Regions from separate parts of the Sus scrofa genome. Here regions 1, 2 and 4 are each linked to region 3. A link is a contact called in public HiChIP or PLAC-seq data. All regions are on one chromosome and are shown on one strand. The core of a region is the stretch at or near the end of the contact, and the rest is flanking DNA. Distances in the headings are between cores, read along the strand shown.

Region 1 (4,061 bases), core at 120-2,619, 230 kb after region 3:
AGGCAAAGATTGTCCTCAGGAAATTTCCTCCAGGCAGTTTTTTCAGAGAATTTTTCTTTCCCTGATTTTTTTGTTTTTGCTTAACATGCAAATCTTTATTCCTTACCCTTCTTATAGGAAGAATAAAGTATTAATGCACCTACATATTTATTTGTTACACAAAATTGTATGTGATCCTATTCTCTGTGTAGGAAACCAGTCAGCAAAAGTGCCCTTTCTCCTTCCATGTTTAATATTCTCCATTTGATCTTGTGCTGTAGGTAGACGTCAGCTCTCATTCCCCTTTCATAATTTAAGAAATGTGGGCTCCCAGATACTTTATATGTATAGGTGTGTGAGTGTATAGATACATACACCTGCATTTATGTATATTTATGGACATGTCACAAAGACGTAATAACATATTCAAATTTGAGTAAAATAAAGATAATAATACCCACCTCATGGAGTGCCCCAGATGAGGAATCTGAGTCCTGTGTAAAAGACAGGTGTAGTGGTGTCATCTTATACTTGCTTATTAAATGCTAACTTACGTTAATTTCCTATTGTACCCAAAGCTCAGAACTCTTTCCAAATGATCCCTCAGATTTCTATGACATACATGTTTTCCAAATTACTTTTATATACTATCGTTGTTTAATTTGCTCCTTACAACATCTTTATTGTCCCAAGGCACATTGCTTTCTTTAATGCATGGGTCATGTGCCTTAAAGTATGTATTTATTTGTTTTAGGGGGATGGGAGTGGGGAGTTTAAAATCTCTCTCTCTTTTTTTTTTTTTGCTTCTTAGGGCTGCACCTGTGGCATATGGAAGTTCTCAGGCTAGGGATCGAATCAGAGCTCTAACTGCCAGCCTATGCCAGAGCCACAACAACCCCAGTGCCAAGATACATCTGCCACCTACACCACAGATCATGGCAACGCCGGATCCTCAACCCACTGAATGAGGTCAGGGATCGAACTCGCGTCCTAATGGATACTAGTCAAGTTTGTTACCACTGAGCCACAACAGGAACTCCTAAAATCTCTTTCGAGATGTCATTTTCAGAGACCAGAGTCCAAAGGATTCAGGATTGGCTCTGAGGACACTTTATCAGTGATTCTCTGTCAGCACTGAAGAATGTCTTCAACAGACTTCTTAGAAAGATCTAGAGAACACCCTGCTTGGTCAGGCAAGAGGAAGCTGTTTACTTGGTAGTTTAGAGCCTTAGATGTTTGGCCTCTCTGCCTTGTTTAGGAATTTGCATTTGGTTTAGCACCCTCTTCTGGCACATTCTAAAATAGCTTCCAAGTTAGTGAAGTTAACTTAGGTGCCACACCTTTGTTTTATTAAGATAAACTAGAGGGCAGCTCCAGGGGAGTGAGGTGAGCATGAACTGACCAGTCATGGGTGCCTGGCCTGCACTGGGCAGGCCACCAGCCACCTCACACGTTGCTCACTTACTCCTGCCAACCACTGTTTGGGGAAGGCACTTTTCTTTACATTTTTAAGATAAAGTCACTGAATTACTCCCAGCTCCCAATGATACATACCACTGGTGCTGGGCAAACCTGGCAAGCCCAGGACACCCTGCATTTCCATGTGAAAAAGGAGTTTTAGTGCAGCAGTGCCGGCAGTACAGCTTTACACTTGATACTGAGTGTGGATTATTTAAGCAAGGCGAATGTTCCTGTTTTTTACATGTAAATTAATGTTTTCCTTCTGAGCCATAAATTAAATGTTATAATAAATAAAACTTTATAGTTATTATATATTGAAATGTAAACTGAAGGTATTAGTATGGTAGTATCTTTCAGTATTTCTAAACATCCCATAGTGGCAATTACAATATTATAAGAAATTTGAATATCCTGTATCTTCCTTGGTGTAGCCAAGCTCCTCTCCTTTGCTCATCCCAGGATTCAGGCAGCTGGCTGAAGGAGGCTGCAAACGCTGTGGAGAGAGGGAGCTCTCCTCCTTTTAATTCCTGTCCTTAATGTGCTTCTCCTGTTTGTCCAACTATGGGAAAACAGGACCTAATTTTCCCCTAAATTTTTTCTCATTAATTTGGGGTATGTCCTATTGGATGTAGATTTTATGGAAGCAGATGTGATAGATTAAATATTATGGTCACATGTAGTATTTTTAAAAAGTTATGAATAAGTTTAAAGTACACCTAATTTTCTTAAAATATCAATGGCATCTTGAGTACAGAGATGTTTTAATTTGAAATGACATTTTATTTTTGTCTTATGATTTCTTATCTGTAACGGGAGAAAGCTTAGGCTAGAGTTATTAATTATAGTCTCCAAGACTGTGGTTCTGAAGTTCTTGTCAAAGTTCTGTGCTACGTGTTAGTGAACCTTTTTTTTTTTTTTTTTTTTTTAAATGGCTATACCCATGGCATATGGAAGTTCCCAGGCCAGGGACTGAATCTGAGCCTCAGCTGTGAACTATGCCACAGCTGTGGCAACACCAGATCATTCAATCTACTGCGCCAGGCCGGGGATCGAACCTGCACTTTCGCAGTGACACAAGCCATTGCAGTCAGGTTCTTAACCTACTGTATCACAGTGTGAACTCCTAGAGAACCCATTTTTAAATTTAATGTAAGAATAGTGAAGAAATCATGGAGTTCCCTTGTGGTCCAGTGGATTAAGGATCTGAGGTTGTCACTGCTATGGCTCTGGTCACTGATGTTGTTGTGCAAGTTCCTGGCCTGGGAACTTCCACATGCTGTGAGCCAAAAAAAAAAAAAAAAAAAAAAAAAAGTAAGGAAGTCATACAAATTATAAGTAGTAACAGTTCTGAATTCTTTTTTGTTTTCTCCAGAAAAATAATTTTGGAGTTCTTATCCTCTTTAAGAACTCAAATCTATTATTTCAGTTTTAATTTTTCATGACACCAAAAAAGCACTACACCAGAGCACCTAGGTTAAAAAAGGAAGTGACCTTTGTTTCCAGCTTCTTGGGGTGAAGGATGTCCCCAGCTAAGTAGCTTTTGAAGGTAATTGGCTCTCTGGTTTCTCATTGGTCATCCTATCCCAGAAATAAAAGGTTGTGTAAAGAAAATCAACACCTCTAGGTCCCATAATTATATCAAGCAGTATTATTTTAAGAAACAAAGGTTGAAAGCTAATATGTTCCCAAGAAAAGGAAAATAGAAGTGTTGATAGACATGTACAAGTATGAGTCTGTCCTCAGAAAAACAGTGTACAGTTAAGGACAAACATAAAATTCCTCCCAATAGTCCTGCTCCTCTTAACCTTAAGTCAAGGAGCTTCTGTTTTCTTCAGAGACTGTTACTTAAAGTAGGTATTGGAGATGATGCTGGAAAGGTTGTCGGCTGAGTAAATTCCCTGCTAAGAAGCTGAAGCTTTATTTGAATTTTGAGGATTCAGTGAGGAAGGGAGAGTGAATGAGGTCTCATGTTGTGGTGAGTGTAAGAGTGGTGACCCCCATTAGTAGGGTTTATAAGACTAGATTTTCACCAAGGAAGCCTGGTGCCCACTAAGGTAAGGAGGTAGCAGAAGTATTCTGCAAAGCACTTGAGGGTTTTTAGAGGATTTGGCAGTGGTGGAATAGAGCAGCATTTCCCTGAATGTGTCCCATGAGATTTCTTTTTAGGGCCGCACCTGCAGCATAAGTTCCCAGGCTAGGGGTTGAATCACAGCTGCAGCTGCTGGCCTGCACCACAGCCACAGCAACACTGGATCCTGAACCCACTGGGCAAGGCCAGGAATTGAATCCACATCCTTATGGACACTATGCCTGGTTCCTAACCCTCTGAGCCACAATGGGAATGCCTGTCCTATGAGATTTTAATTGGTGTCACTGGGTTAGGAAGACGCCAAGAGCCAGGTAAATCTGGAAAAAACTCAAAACCAAATCCAATACAGTGGCTCCTTTCCTGCGGATTCCTCAGACTTTATTTCCCTCACGTGCCATGTGACTCTCCAGGTTGGGTAGGGAGTTGGATAGAGGGCCTGGGAGCACAGAAGCATTTCCTTTCCTATTAGCCACAGAATCCTTCTCCTCTCGGAGCTTTGCCTAAGGCACATTTTGAGACCAGCTGGAATTGG
Region 2 (4,241 bases), core at 1,548-4,047, 210 kb after region 3:
GAAAAATCCCCAGTCAACCATCCAGTCTTTATTCTTGGTAAGATTCATTAGCCAGGGTGGTCGGTGGTAACGGACTGGTGGGGAAGCCATTGAATCCCACATAACTATGGGCTCCTACCCCGTAAGGGCTTCTCAACACACCTGCTGCAGGAATTCCGGGGCAGGAATATTCGACCTGAGTGGGAACAGCATTTACAGCTCCTTCACAAGCAGTCCTGCATCCTTCCCCCTGGTTGTGGAGCAGGCATACACCCCTGGAGATGTAATGTCTTATGTTATTGACACTCCTGGGTTCTGATCAGGCCCTTCCTTTATCTCTGTCTGTGCAGAGTGAGCTGCCTGAGGGCCAGACTTGGTTTGATTCATCATCTTATTGTCAGATTGTCTCACGTTTTGCCTTGTACACAGCAGGTGCTTGATTGTTGACTTGAATTTCACCAATATGGCATATCTGGAAACAGCATTATCTCAGGCATGTGTAGGTTATGAATAGCATATTTTAATCACTTTAATAACATGCTTAGTTCATTCTATGAAGAATAATCAACTGTGTTTGGAGGTCGTGCCCCCACAGATGGCACATCATATAAGCATGGTGCAGTGGATAAAAGCCTTAGGGAGAATTCTCCTTTTCCTCTCTGCCACTTAGTATCTTTCTTTAGTTCAAGACTTTTCACCCCTCTCTAAGCTTGTTTTCTCTCTATACTATGGGATGATAATAGCTAACCTCTCAGGGCAATTTTGTGTATTAAAAAATGGTGAGAATGTCAATTACTTATTGAATACTTTCTGTTAGCAAGTAAACAATAAAGTATACTATGTTTATTATGATGTATTAGTATGTGGGGTATGGAAATGTTTTGGATAAAGATGGCAGTTCTGTATTCTATCAGGAGTTCTGTTGGAGATAAGAATTTCTGACAAGCTGATTGAGTCTTTGGTGCATTAGTTTTTCTGTCTTATGTAGCTTTTGGGAAGTTACATTGATGGATGCATTTCAGTTTAATCATTGAGACAGGAAGTAGACAAGGGGTTTCCAGGGAATGGGACATAATCTGATATGTTATATCATTTCTTCTAGGATCTAAAGAAGTATCATTTCTACTATTGGTTTTGCTCCCCTGCTCTCTGCCTTCCAGAGAGTATTCCCCTTGTTCAGGGGCCAGTGGGCTTGGATCAAAGATTTTCACCAAAACAGGTATTAACCAATAAAACAAAATGCAGGTAAAACTGGGTTTAATGTGCGTGAGTAGTTTGTCTAGCTCATTCTGAAGATAAATTGGCACTTGTCTGGGTGGAGAGGTGGTCACTGTGGAATCCTCCAAAGACAATGCTAGGAGCAGATTGACTTAGGCCATATTTATGAGCTCGTTTTGAAGAGTAGTATGCAACACTTCTCCCACTTCTCAGTGACATCTGTTAAAATGCTAAGCTGGTACGGAGGAATTACAGAAACATTTTGAAAGACTGCACAAATTTGCCCAAGCGTGTCCTTCACTCATTGAGGGGATCCTGAGGCAGCACACTTTGGGGAGAAATCTCTGAAATCAAATAGAAGACCTCCTCCTCCCTTTGTGCCAAGTTATAGAAATTCTTTGTGAAGAATGCTGCATGCAGAGCTAGTCTTTTCAGTTTAAGAAAAATAATTAGGTTATTAGAGATGGTTCCTCGAAGAGCAGGGAAAATAATCAAGTTGGTAGAGCCCTCAACAGGCCCCCAACCAAAAAATTCTGATCATTGGGGAGGCAAAGATTGAGTGGCAAGATGACTTGAATTCAGGAAGCACACCAAACACTAAAGCCCTGAATACTGAAACCAGGGAGCAGCCCTTATTGATTAAAAAATAATAATAAACTCATTTACTAAGACAAGTTAAAGGTTGTGATTTTGTGGAATTAATTCTCCAAGAAGAAATAGAAGTGGGAGAAGAAGATTAGGCCTCGGATTGACTGCCCAGGGGGTTTGAGGTTTCTTTTAACGGGAACAAAAATGTTCTCTTTTTTTTTTTTTTTTTTTTTTTTGTCTTTTTGCTATTTCTTTGGGCCGCTCCCACGGCATATGGAGGTTCCCAGGCTAGGGGTCGAATCGGAGCTGTAGCCACTGGCCTACACCAGAGCCACAGCAACTCGGGACCCGATCCGCGTCTGCAACCTACACCACAGCTCACGGCAGCGCCGGATCGTTAACCCACTGAGCAAGGGCAGGGACCAAACCCGCAACCTCATGGTTCCTAGTCGGATTCGTTAACCACTGCAGCACGACGGGAACTCCAAAAATCTTCTTAAACTATTGTGGTGATGGCTGCAAATTCCTGTGAACATGCTAAAACCAGCATTGAATTGTGCACTGTAATTGAGTCAATTGTATGGTAAGTAAAGTAAGCATGTCCCAGTAAAGCTGCTAAAGATTATAGAAAGGTTCAGGGTAAAATTCATCCATGGTAGATTCATGCTTGGTTATCATAGGAGAGAAATGTTTCAATACCACTCTAAACTTTTGTGGTGACATCTTAGCAAACCATCATGCTCTACCATAAAATGTCCCCTGCCTCTGAGACACACCACCATGCAGGTGGAAAGTGTTACATGTAAATGAGGTGCTGTTATTTGGTTTATTTGCTACAAAAGCCTAACAGGGGTGTGATCGATCACTTCCAGTCCTCTGGCTTGGAAGTACCTTTTATTTTATGTTAACTTCTAGCTCAGAACTAGATACGTAATTGTCTGGAGAATAACTCAGTGTTTCCTGTTTTCAGATTCAAGACCTTGAGCGTGCGTATGATAATCTTTGTCAAACAGAAGGAGTCCCGGCACTTCCTTACTTCCTAATCAAGTATGATGAGAACACGGTGCTGGTTTCCTTACTTAAACACTACAGTGATTTCTTCCAAAGTCAAAGGACAAAGGTCAGAGAAACTCTGAGTATCATTTTGTTATCCAGTGAAAACAATCTGATGTTCATGTTATGATAGATCACTGCAACATTCCATCTCATTTAGATTTTTGACCCCCATCCCTGCCAAAGAAGGTTTCAGCACATTTCCTCATCTTCATCCTCTTCCTCTGCCTGCAGCAGTTCCCAAATCAGCTCCTCCCCCAGATTTCCTGAGCTCTGTGGCACCTCAGAGTAATGTTGGATTCCTGACTTCCTGTTAGTGGTGAAGTTACTTTAGTTTTTCCTTCCTGATACATTTTGTATCTGTGTTTTAATTTACTCCTGCAGCTGCTCTGTAGTGCAGACCCTGGTCATCTCACTCCTGGTCAGTGAGAGTCTCTTCCCTCCGTCTTGTACTCCTCCAAGAACCAAGGAGCTCCCCCAGGCTCCTTAGGTTCCCTGTGTCATTCACCGATCAAGAGTTCCTAGTGTCTTGCCTCTGCCTCCAAACCCCCTTCCTGCCTCATCCTCCACCATTTCCTCATAAGCCATGGCTCCAGCTAAGTATCTCTTTTTGTCCCTGGACAACCCTCTTAATCAAATAGGCCTCGAACTTCTTCTATATCTCTCTTTGTCCTCACGTTGTATTGCCTTCTTGAAACAGGTACTGCCTGTGGGAACCCTAAGACACTCTCTCCCCTTGTTGACACCCTGTTCCACAGTGAAGCCTTCTCATGCTGTAGCAGGTGGGACATGTTCCCTCTGAACTCACTGCACTCACTCCCCATCCCCGTTGCCTTTTGTGCCATTAGACTGTAAGCTCCCAGAGGGCAGGGACCAACCCTGATGTATCTGTGTCAATGTAGTGTCAGGCCCTTGTCTCAAGCCCTCAATAAAATTATTTTGGATGAATGAAGGAGTACTGTAAGTGTCTTTTAGATGTGGTGAGCTAGATAGTAAGCAATCTTAACCATATTAGACATTGCAACTTAAAAATCCCATTGTGGCTCAGCAGGTTAAGAACCCAAGACTAGTATCCCTGAGGATGCGGGTTTGATCCCTGCTTCACTCAGTGGGTTAAGGATCTGTTGTTGCCGTAAGCTGCAGTGTAGGTCACAGGTGCAGCTCAGATCTGGTAATGCTGTGGCTCTGGCATAGGCTGGCAGCTGCAGCTCAGATTCAATCCCTAGCCCAAGAACTTCCATATCATATGAGATAAAAATAAAACACTGATAATGAGTATTATGCAGTAATGAAATCCAGTGGGAGAATTTCACTAGCCATGTAGAGTAGAGCTGAGAGGAGACCGGTCTGTCACTGATGCCCTGGCTCTTCCTTAGCTTGAAGTCCAGGTACCTTTTTTTAAG
Region 3 (3,964 bases), core at 1,461-3,960:
CATCATGAGTGGGGCACTAGCTGAAACAAGGACCATCCAACAGAGCACAGATTGACTCATAAGCCAAATAAATGTTTCTTGTTGTGCGCCATGAGGTTTTGTGGTTGTTACACAGCATTACTGTCCCAGTAAGAAGTGATACATATATACACCAAAGGAGAATTTATGGTGATGTGCATGCCCTTTTAAAAGACCTGGGAGGGCACCGTAGCAATGTGTTCACCTGATCACGTGGTTTTGTATATTTCACAAACGTAAACTTTTTAAAATAACATCTAGCAATATAACTCACATACCATAAAACTCACCTAAAGTGTATGATCCAGTGGGACTTTTTTTTTTAGCATATTCAGAGTTGTACAACCATCACTCCTATCTTATTTTAGAACTTTTTTATCACCCCCAAAAGAAACTCCAAACTATTAGCTATCACTGTCCATTCCTGTCCTTCCAGCCCCTGGCAACCACTAATCTACCATCTGACTCTATGGATTTGTCTATTCTGGACAGTTTGTATCAATGGAATCATATAATATGTGGCCTTTTTTGTTGGGCTCCTTTCACTGATGTTTTCAAGGTTCATCCATGTTAAACATGTATCAGTCCTTCACTTTTTATGACCTGTTGTATTTATCCATTTTCTTTATCCATTCCTTGGGGAAAAGTAGATCATTCTAGCACAATTGGTTAAGACCACCCTGCCTGCCGCTCCGCCATGCTTTCATTCATGACAGCAGCATTTGAGGATACAGGTAGTTTGGGACCAAGTGGTCTATGTGTGTGGTCCATCGTCTCTCATACAGATGGTTTATTATGGCCTCCAGGAATCGCGCGCTGCTGGGTGCCAACGTCCACTGCATCAGGACATGGAGGAGTCGGGCCAGCAGTTGGGCTGAGCTTTCTCAGTGTGTGCTCTGGTTCCTCACACACCAGAAATGTGTGGGTAATAGCAAGAAAGACAGGAAAGGTGCAGACCCAGAAGTTAGTCTTAGAAGTGGAAATGCAAGATTCTTCTATTCATCAGATATGTAGTATTAGAGTTGGATTCAGTCCTCATTGACACCTCGTCACAAACAGTTTTTTCTCCACTTGGGCATATGTTTGATAATGCAGCGCATGCCCAGATGTGCAACATATATCACTCCAAGTACACTGTATATTTTTCTTCCTTTGTGAGAAGAAGAACACAAAATAGAGTTGATCAGAACTCCTGTGTCCATAGGAGGAGCAAAATATCTCCATAAAGTCATGTTTTATTCAGCCTAACTTTTTTTGTTGTTTTGTTTTGTTTTTTTTACAGCTGTGCCTGCAGCACATGGAAGTTCCTGGGCTAGAGGTTGAATTGGAACTACAGCTGCTGGCCACACCACAGTCCAGCCATGCCAGATCCAAGCCACATCTTCGACCTATGCCACAGACTTGCAGCAGTGCCAGAACCTTAACCCACTGAGTGAGGCCAGGGATCAAACTCGAATCCTCACAGATACTATGTTGGGTGCTTAACCTGCTGAGCCACAATGAGAACTCCCCTAACTCAATAAAAGCAAACTGCAATTACCTTGCCAGACAAAAAGACTGGTTTATCTTTCTTTTCTCTGTATAGCAACTATTCTAAAAATCCTGCATATATGAAGAGGCTGTCAAGGAGTATACAGCACCCCCCCCAAAAAAAAGAAGAGTAGAAAATGCATTTCTGGGAGTTCCCATTGTGGCTCAGTGGGTTAAGAATCTAACATAGTGTCTGTGAGGATGCAGGTTCAATCCCTGGCCTTGCTCAGTGTGTTAAGGATACAGTGTTGCCACAAGCCGTGGCCTAGGTTGTATATGTGGCTTGGATCTGGTATGGCTGTGGCTGTGGCATAGGCCTCAGCTGCAGCTCCGATTTGACCCCTAGCCTTGGGAACTTCCATGTGCCACAGATGCAATCTGAAAAAAAAAAAATGCATTTCCAATGGTATCAGGGAGTTAATGAAATATGTGTGAATTGTCTAGCTCTTGTGATATTTCTGGTATTCTTCAGTTTTTAAAAAATGTGCTCTTTAAAAACTGAAATACATGTGTACCTAAATTCGTCTTAATGATTTTGAAATCTTTGTCTTAAAGGGGCTCCCCCAAATTGTATAAACTTAAACCCTAAATAAAATATGGATCCATCCCTGATGCACACCAGTGCCCAGGGCATACACATGTGTGCACAGACCTGGGTATCCATAGGCCTGCATGCTCACCAGGCAGGCGCTCTCCAAGGGCAGAGGTGGGAGAAGGAAGTGCAGCTCGGCTCTTAGGAGGCAAATGACCCCTAAGTCACAAATGTGATCCCGCCTTTCCAAAGCCCCACAGTGGCTCAGTGACACTTGCCAGCACCAGCTTATCTCTGATGACAGCACATTTGCTTTTGCGTCCAGTGCATCTGGCTTTCCCTCTCCCTTCTTCCAGGCCTCTGGAAATCTCTGGCAGCCTTGTCTCCTCCTGCAAGATCTCATCAACTAATCCACAATTGCGGTATGGGGTGAGGATCAAAGACCCTCCCCAGGGGGGTATTTGAAAGCAATGCTCTTCCCAAAGGAACAGCTCCAGGTGGTGGAGTTTCATCCTGGCAAAAGATGCCAAGTGGAGATATTTAAGGAACTTCCACCCTCCCGCGTCACACTGCATGGGCGGGTGTCTCCTGTTCTCTCCCAGTTTTCTGGTTGCGTGTACTCTCACTTCCTCCTCTCTTCTCTGCTTCTCTTTCTGACTGCACATCTGCTGGGGCTCCATGCCAGAGGCTGGCAAACTTCTATAGAGGGCAGATTGTGGGCCTAAAATTTGTGGGCCACATATAGTCCCTGCTGTAAATACTTAATGCTGCCGTTGGGTGAAAGCAGGCATAAAAAAATACTCAAATGAATGAGCATGGCTGTGTTCCAATAAAAATTTATTTACAAGGACAATCTGTGGGCCAAAGCTAGTCCCTGCTCTAGACTCTAAGCTCCTTTAAAGCAGGGCCTGATTATTTTAAGCACTGAATGTCTAGGGCCTCCTAGAATGGCCCGCATGGAATGAGATCTAGGTACATACTACTTGGCTCTGACTCTACCCTTTCACTTCCTATTCCTCTGTCTCCCTCTATCCATGAAACCTCACCAAGCCTCAGCTTTTCAGAATACCGGAGGAGTCCAGCAAGGATAAACACCTTTCACTCTGGCAATCAGCTAATTGGCACAGCTCTGCCAGGTACTCAGGCAGTGAAGGAAGTTTCATGCTTAATTCAGCTTCTTTCCCAAGGCTTAACCCAACCTGGGAGATGTATTAAGACACAGGGACCAAGGAAACCTCAGGAAGGGATGGGGCTGGCATCTCTAAGACAGGCAACAGCTTGCAGCCACATGTCTGCTCCCCTCATCCACAGCCCTGAACCCCTTTCTCCTTTCCTGTCATTTGTTCATACCCTAGTTAGGTATTTCCTGAGTGCCAGCACCATGCTAAACACAGGGATGCAGCAAGGGAGACAGAAAATTAACACTGGCACTGTCATTGGCACTTAGAATATAACCCCCCAAATTGTTCACGAACAAATGGTCAGTTGAACCAAAGGGTGCTGGAGATAAGGCTTGGTTCTGCCAGCAGCAAACAGGCACTTTGCCTAAGGATGAGCATCCTGGGATGGAGGCCTCTGGCTGAGCAACTTTGGCCTCCTGGACAGGACCACCGTTGCCAAAACAAAAGATGTTAACCAAGAATTCAATTAAAAAATGGGCAGAGGATCTGACCAGACATTTTTCCAAAGAAGACATACAGATGGCCAGCAGGTACATGAAAAGGTGCTCAACATCACTAGCCAGCAGGGAAACACAAATCTAAACCACAATGAGCTATCACCCCACACCTGTTCCAATATCTATCACCCAAGAGACAAGACCTGCAAGGGTTGGTGAGGATGTGGAGAAGAGGGAACATCTTGTGCACAGTTTGTGGGAATATG
Region 4 (4,565 bases), core at 1,802-4,301, 150 kb after region 3:
TTTTTAGAAGTTTAATTGTTATGTGTCCTGGTGTGGTTTTTTGTTTTGTTTGTTTGTTTGTTTAGGGCTGTACCTGAAGCGTATGGAGATTCCCAGGCTAGGGGTCAAATCAGAGCTGTAGCCACTGGCCTATGCCACAGCCACAGCAATGCCAGATATGAGCCACAGCTCATGGCAACACCGGATCCTTAACCCACTGAGCAAGGCCAGGGATTGAACCTTTGTCCTCATGGATACTAGTCAGATTTGTTTCCACAGAGCCACAATGGGAACTCCAGGGGTTTTTCATTTTTTGTTTGTGTGTGTGTGTGTGTGTGTGTGTGTGTGTGTGTTAGGGCAAGGGAGTTATCCTGTTTGAGGTTGACTTAGCTTCTTGATTTTGTAGATCTATCTCTTGCCAAATTAGGAAGTTTTCAGCCATTATGTCTTCAAGTATCTTTTCATCTCCACCCTCTTTTTCATCACCTTCCAAAACTCTGATTACAGGAATCTTTGCTCTCTTGTTGTAGTCCCACAGGTTCCTGAGACTGTTCTTCTTTTTTTTTTTTTTTTTCTTTTCCCAGTCTCTTTTCCTTCGGATGCTCAGATTGGGTTATTTCTTCTGTTCTGCCTTCTAATTCACTGATTGTTTCCTCTGCTTCTGCCTCATGTTGAAGTCTTCCCATTGAGGTTTTTTTCAGTTCTTAGATTTTTGAGGTCTAAAATTTCCATTTGGCTCTTCTTTTTATCTCCTGTTGTTTTGCTGAGACTTGTTACTTTTTCATTTGTTTCAAACATGTTCCTATTTGCATGTGGAAGCCTTTCATGATGATTTCTTTAAAATATTTATCAGATAATTCCCAACATCTTTGCCCTCTTGACAGTGGTGTCTTTGGATTGCTCTCTAAAGACTCCATTTGAAAGTTCCCCGGGTTTTGACATGACCAGTGATTTTTGATTGAAGGGTGGACATTTTAGGTATTAGGTTATGACTCTCTGGATCACATTTAATTTCTCTTTTTATCTGGCTTCATGAGTCACTGCTCTGATGGAGGAAGTAGGGGCATTGGGGGCAGGCAGACTGGCTCGTTACTTCCAGGCAAGAGTAAAATTCCAGGTTCCTTGCTTGGCTTCTGAGACACTTGAAGGAAGGGGGAGGGGTCTTCCTTACTGATGAGCAGGAGCAGTTCTGGCTCCCCACCAAGGCCCCAGGGATAACTCCCTGGCTGGGAGGGGTGGATGTGCCTCCACTGACACTGTGGGAGTGGGGGCAGGGCTTGTCTCCACCTGATGGAGATGAAAGTCCCTGCTAGGCACCACCCCAGCAGCGGGGCTTGGGTCACCTTGTCATAGCCTGGCAAGGCTAGATGCCTTGGCTCCCTTCTCAGCCTTTGCTGGCTAGGATGGGAACAGGGTTCCAGTTTTTTCTGCACTGTTTGGCTACAATAGAGCAGTTATTGTCTAGAAGTTTTCTATTTTGCTGGGCTGTGCCTTTCCTGTGTTTTGGCTAGACACAACAGTCTTTTATTGTGGGTTTTTTGTTTGTTTGGTTGGTTGGTTTTTGTCTGTGCCCTCTGGTGTTTTGAATTGTCAGCTTCATCATTACAGAGTCTCCTATATGACCAAATGAAAATCTGAGGAACTTACCATTGTGTTATTCTTTTGAGTCCTGGGATGCCAAAGAATTCCAAAGAATAGCTGGTCTTGCTTTGCCTCTCCACTTCTCAGAGCCATCTTTGGTTTGTTTTAAACATGATGTCCAGGGTTTTTAAGTGTACTTAGCAGAAGAATAGGGAAAAGTACCTGTACCCCATCTTCCTTGAAGCAGATGTCTTAGTATGTTTTAGAAGCTCTCCAGGCAGCCAAGGTTGTGAGCCACCAATATAGGCTGTAAGCTCCATTTGGACAGGGATTGTTTATCCTTTTCCTGTTATAACATCTGTACCTGATACCTCAATAAAGACTTTATGGTTGGGTGGATGGATTGATGGAAGGAAGGGAGAATGGGTGGGTAGATAGACGATGAATGAATGAATGAATGAATGAATGAATATCAGAATGGAACCAGCAGCCAGACTGATTCACACACCTGTGTCCCACTGCACACATATCCCTGACCAATCTGGGTCCAGAATTATTGCTGAAATAGCAGCTGCCTCTGTACACCAATGCCAAATAGAAAGATGAAGAAATAGTTGAAGGGGAGTTCCCATTGTGGCGAGTGGTTAACGAATCCGACTAGGAACCATGAGGTTGCGTGTTCGATCCCTGCCCTTGCTCAGTGGGTTAACGATCCGGCATTGCCGTGAGCTGTGGTGTAGTTTGCAGACGCGGCTCGGATCCCGCGTTGCTGTGGCTCTGGTGTAGACTGGCGGCTACAGCTCCCATTCGACCCCTAGCCTGGGAACCTCCATATGCCGCGGGAGCTGCCCAAGAAATAGCAAAAAGCCAAAAAAAAAAAAAAAAAAAAAGAAAGAAAGAAAGAAAAAAAAAGAAATAGTTGAAGGAAATAGAAAAAGTAGCTCTAATTCCCAGGCAGAGAGGGGAGCTCAGCAGGCCAGTGCCTCAAAGACTGTGCGCGCCCCGCCCCCCCCCCACCTTGGAGGGGGTAGTGAGGAGTCTTATAGTGTTTGAGGAGCAGGGGGTGATCAGCTCATGGATGTTTTCCTGATTGGTGGGTGCTGAGGTGGTTGGGAATCAGCATCATCAACTTTCTCATTCCAGCCGGTCTGGGGTCTGCGTGCTTATGGGAAGCACACAGTTGACTTCTCCACCTGGTGGAGGCTTCAGCACCTCCAAAACAGCTCCGAGGACATGGCGCAGCATATTACCTATAGTCCTTAAAGAACTTACTAAAGGTCCTGGACTTTGTTGAATGGCTAAACTACTATTATTCTGTCTTGCTTGACTGTTTTCCTTTTTCTATTTTCTCACTTCTCTGATTAAATTGATTCTTTGACTAAACTTGTTCTACAGACAAAAAGGCAGGAGGAGGACATGAGTTAGGGGTCCTCACAGGGTCCTGCTCTGTTAGAGAACCAAGGGGAGGCTTAACCAGCAGGTGGCGCTAAAGAGCCCCACATGTGGGGCTGGGGTGGCCACTGCAGTCAGGCTCCCAGTCACTTGACTGAAGGAGACAGAGACATTAAAGAAAGTCCTGTTCACCTAAGAGCTCTGTCTTATAAACACTGTGTATGCCTCTCCTTTCTCTCCTGCCAGTTCTTTTATTTACTTCAATATCGTAATTTCTTTTTTTCTTAAGAAGAGGACAGCCTGGATAACTTTGGTCTTTGAGAGTGCCTTTCTCTCAGCTTAATCTCCAGGGATTTGGAACAGCAAGAAAGCATTATTCATCATGTCCTGAAATGATATGTGTATGTGTGCTGGGACTGGTGCTGCGTTTGCCACATCCTTGACTAAAGTTAGCACGGATGTTCATATTTCCAATTACATGAAATCTTTATTTAAAGTGTTTATTCACTTCCCTCTCTCACCATAATGAAAAAGAGGATGAGGTGGGGCGGGGGTGGCATGCAGCTCATTCAAACGTCTTAGAAGGTGGGTGTCACTTGGGCCTTTAAATGACGTCACTTGCCAACCCTTGGAGCTTAGTGCAAGGCAACCACTAAACTCCAGAAGTCTCTTTCCACATCTTTAAATCAGGGCAAGAACGATTCCTTCACTGTGAGGTCATCAGCACTGTAAGGATTAATGAGGAAAACCTCCCAGTCCAGTGCAGGTAGGTAGAAACATTACTTTTCTTTTTTCTTCATGGCTTTTCTTGCTTGAGGGTAAGAGGTAATGGAGCTGGGCTTTTTATGCTTCTTTTCTTTGCCATTAAGGATGATTATTCTTTAGCTTCCCTTTCCTGTGTTGCCTGTTTTTAGAAACCTCAGCCTGTCCCACCTGGGGTGGGGAAGGAAAGGGGCAGGCAAACGAACAAGTCCAGCCTCCCAAACTCTTAAAGTCAAATTATAAGATGAAAGAAAACCAGAGAGGTACGGGGCGGGGGGAAGGTTTCCATACTTCCAGTTCTGCTGATTAACTAAGAAATTATGTGTTAACATATTGCTGTGCTAACCTTTAAAAGAAACTATGTGATGCATTTTATCCAAAACCTAGTACCAGCCAGTAGTTTGCTTTCATTTAAATGGCACTAAAGGAGTTCCTGTCATGGCGCAGTGGAAACGAATCCAACTGGGAACTATGAGGTTGCGGGTTTGATCCCTGGCCTTGCTCGGTGGGTTAAGGATCCGGCGCTGCCATGAGCTATGGTGTAGGTCACAGACGTGGCTTGGATCCTGCATTGCTGTGGCTCTGGCATAGGCCCGCGGCTACAGCTCCGATTCGACCCCTAGACTGTGAACCTCCATGTGCTCGGGAAGCGGCCCTAGAAAAGAAAAAAAAAAAAGACAAAATAATAATAATAATAATAATAATAATAATAATAATAAATGACACTAGAGTCTTGTAATTGCTCACATATTTCTCCTTGCTCTGGCTCCTAGGAAACTCAGAGCAAAACTGTGGCCTAACTATAGTAGCTCTTTAGGACCCACTCTTAGTTTCATCCATATTTGCCTAAC

What was found. HiChIP or PLAC-seq counts read pairs in DNA pulled down with a chosen protein or histone mark.
Region 1: a contact with region 3 is called in an H3K27ac HiChIP or PLAC-seq map of alveolar macrophages. The contact joins two enhancer-like sites. A contact is called at or near these places in 7 of 47 Hi-C or Micro-C datasets (brain, embryonic fibroblasts, heart right ventricle and 4 more) and 1 of 2 datasets of contacts at active chromatin or transcription factors (alveolar macrophages).
Region 2: a contact with region 3 is called in an H3K27ac HiChIP or PLAC-seq map of alveolar macrophages, with 6 times the contacts expected there. The contact joins two enhancer-like sites. A contact is called at or near these places in 3 of 47 Hi-C or Micro-C datasets (embryonic fibroblasts, mesenteric adipose tissue and retroperitoneal adipose tissue) and 1 of 2 datasets of contacts at active chromatin or transcription factors (alveolar macrophages).
Region 4: an H3K27ac HiChIP or PLAC-seq map of alveolar macrophages shows a contact between it and region 3. The contact joins two enhancer-like sites. A contact is called at or near these places in 1 of 5 promoter capture datasets (liver), 21 of 47 Hi-C or Micro-C datasets (alveolar macrophages, brain, embryonic fibroblasts and 11 more) and 2 of 2 datasets of contacts at active chromatin or transcription factors (alveolar macrophages and skeletal muscle).

The regions. Positions count from the first base shown.
Region 1 is chr13:67,471,527-67,475,587 of Sscrofa11.1, forward strand. The region is part of intron 10 of ATG7 (autophagy related 7); the gene reads left to right. Among named protein-coding and RNA genes, the nearest start is that of ATG7, 56 kb to the left of the region's middle. Within about 2 kb of position 1,370, at least 10 of the 83 cell types and tissues checked have an H3K27ac peak or open chromatin away from gene starts, as enhancers often do. A contact at or near this core is called in alveolar macrophages and retroperitoneal adipose tissue, where this site is marked.
Region 2 is chr13:67,451,529-67,455,769 of Sscrofa11.1, forward strand. It overlaps ATG7 (autophagy related 7), which reads left to right. Exons shown (of 20, transcript NM_001190285.1): 7 at 1,082-1,198; 8 at 2,756-2,905. Among named protein-coding and RNA genes, the nearest start is that of ATG7, 36 kb to the left of the region's middle. Within about 2 kb of position 2,798, at least 3 of the 83 cell types and tissues checked have an H3K27ac peak or open chromatin away from gene starts, as enhancers often do. A contact at or near this core is called in alveolar macrophages and retroperitoneal adipose tissue, where this site is marked.
Region 3 is chr13:67,237,866-67,241,829 of Sscrofa11.1, forward strand. All of the region lies in intron 1 of HRH1 (histamine H1 receptor), which reads left to right. Among named protein-coding and RNA genes, the nearest start is that of HRH1, 31 kb to the left of the region's middle. Within about 2 kb of position 2,711, at least 8 of the 83 cell types and tissues checked have an H3K27ac peak or open chromatin away from gene starts, as enhancers often do. A contact at or near this core is called in alveolar macrophages and retroperitoneal adipose tissue, where this site is marked.
Region 4 is chr13:67,390,825-67,395,389 of Sscrofa11.1, forward strand. The region is part of intron 1 of HRH1 (histamine H1 receptor); the gene reads left to right. It also overlaps a transcript of ATG7 not described here. Among named protein-coding and RNA genes, the nearest start is that of ATG7, 25 kb to the right of the region's middle. Within about 2 kb of position 3,052, at least 8 of the 83 cell types and tissues checked have an H3K27ac peak or open chromatin away from gene starts, as enhancers often do. A contact at or near this core is called in alveolar macrophages and retroperitoneal adipose tissue, where this site is marked.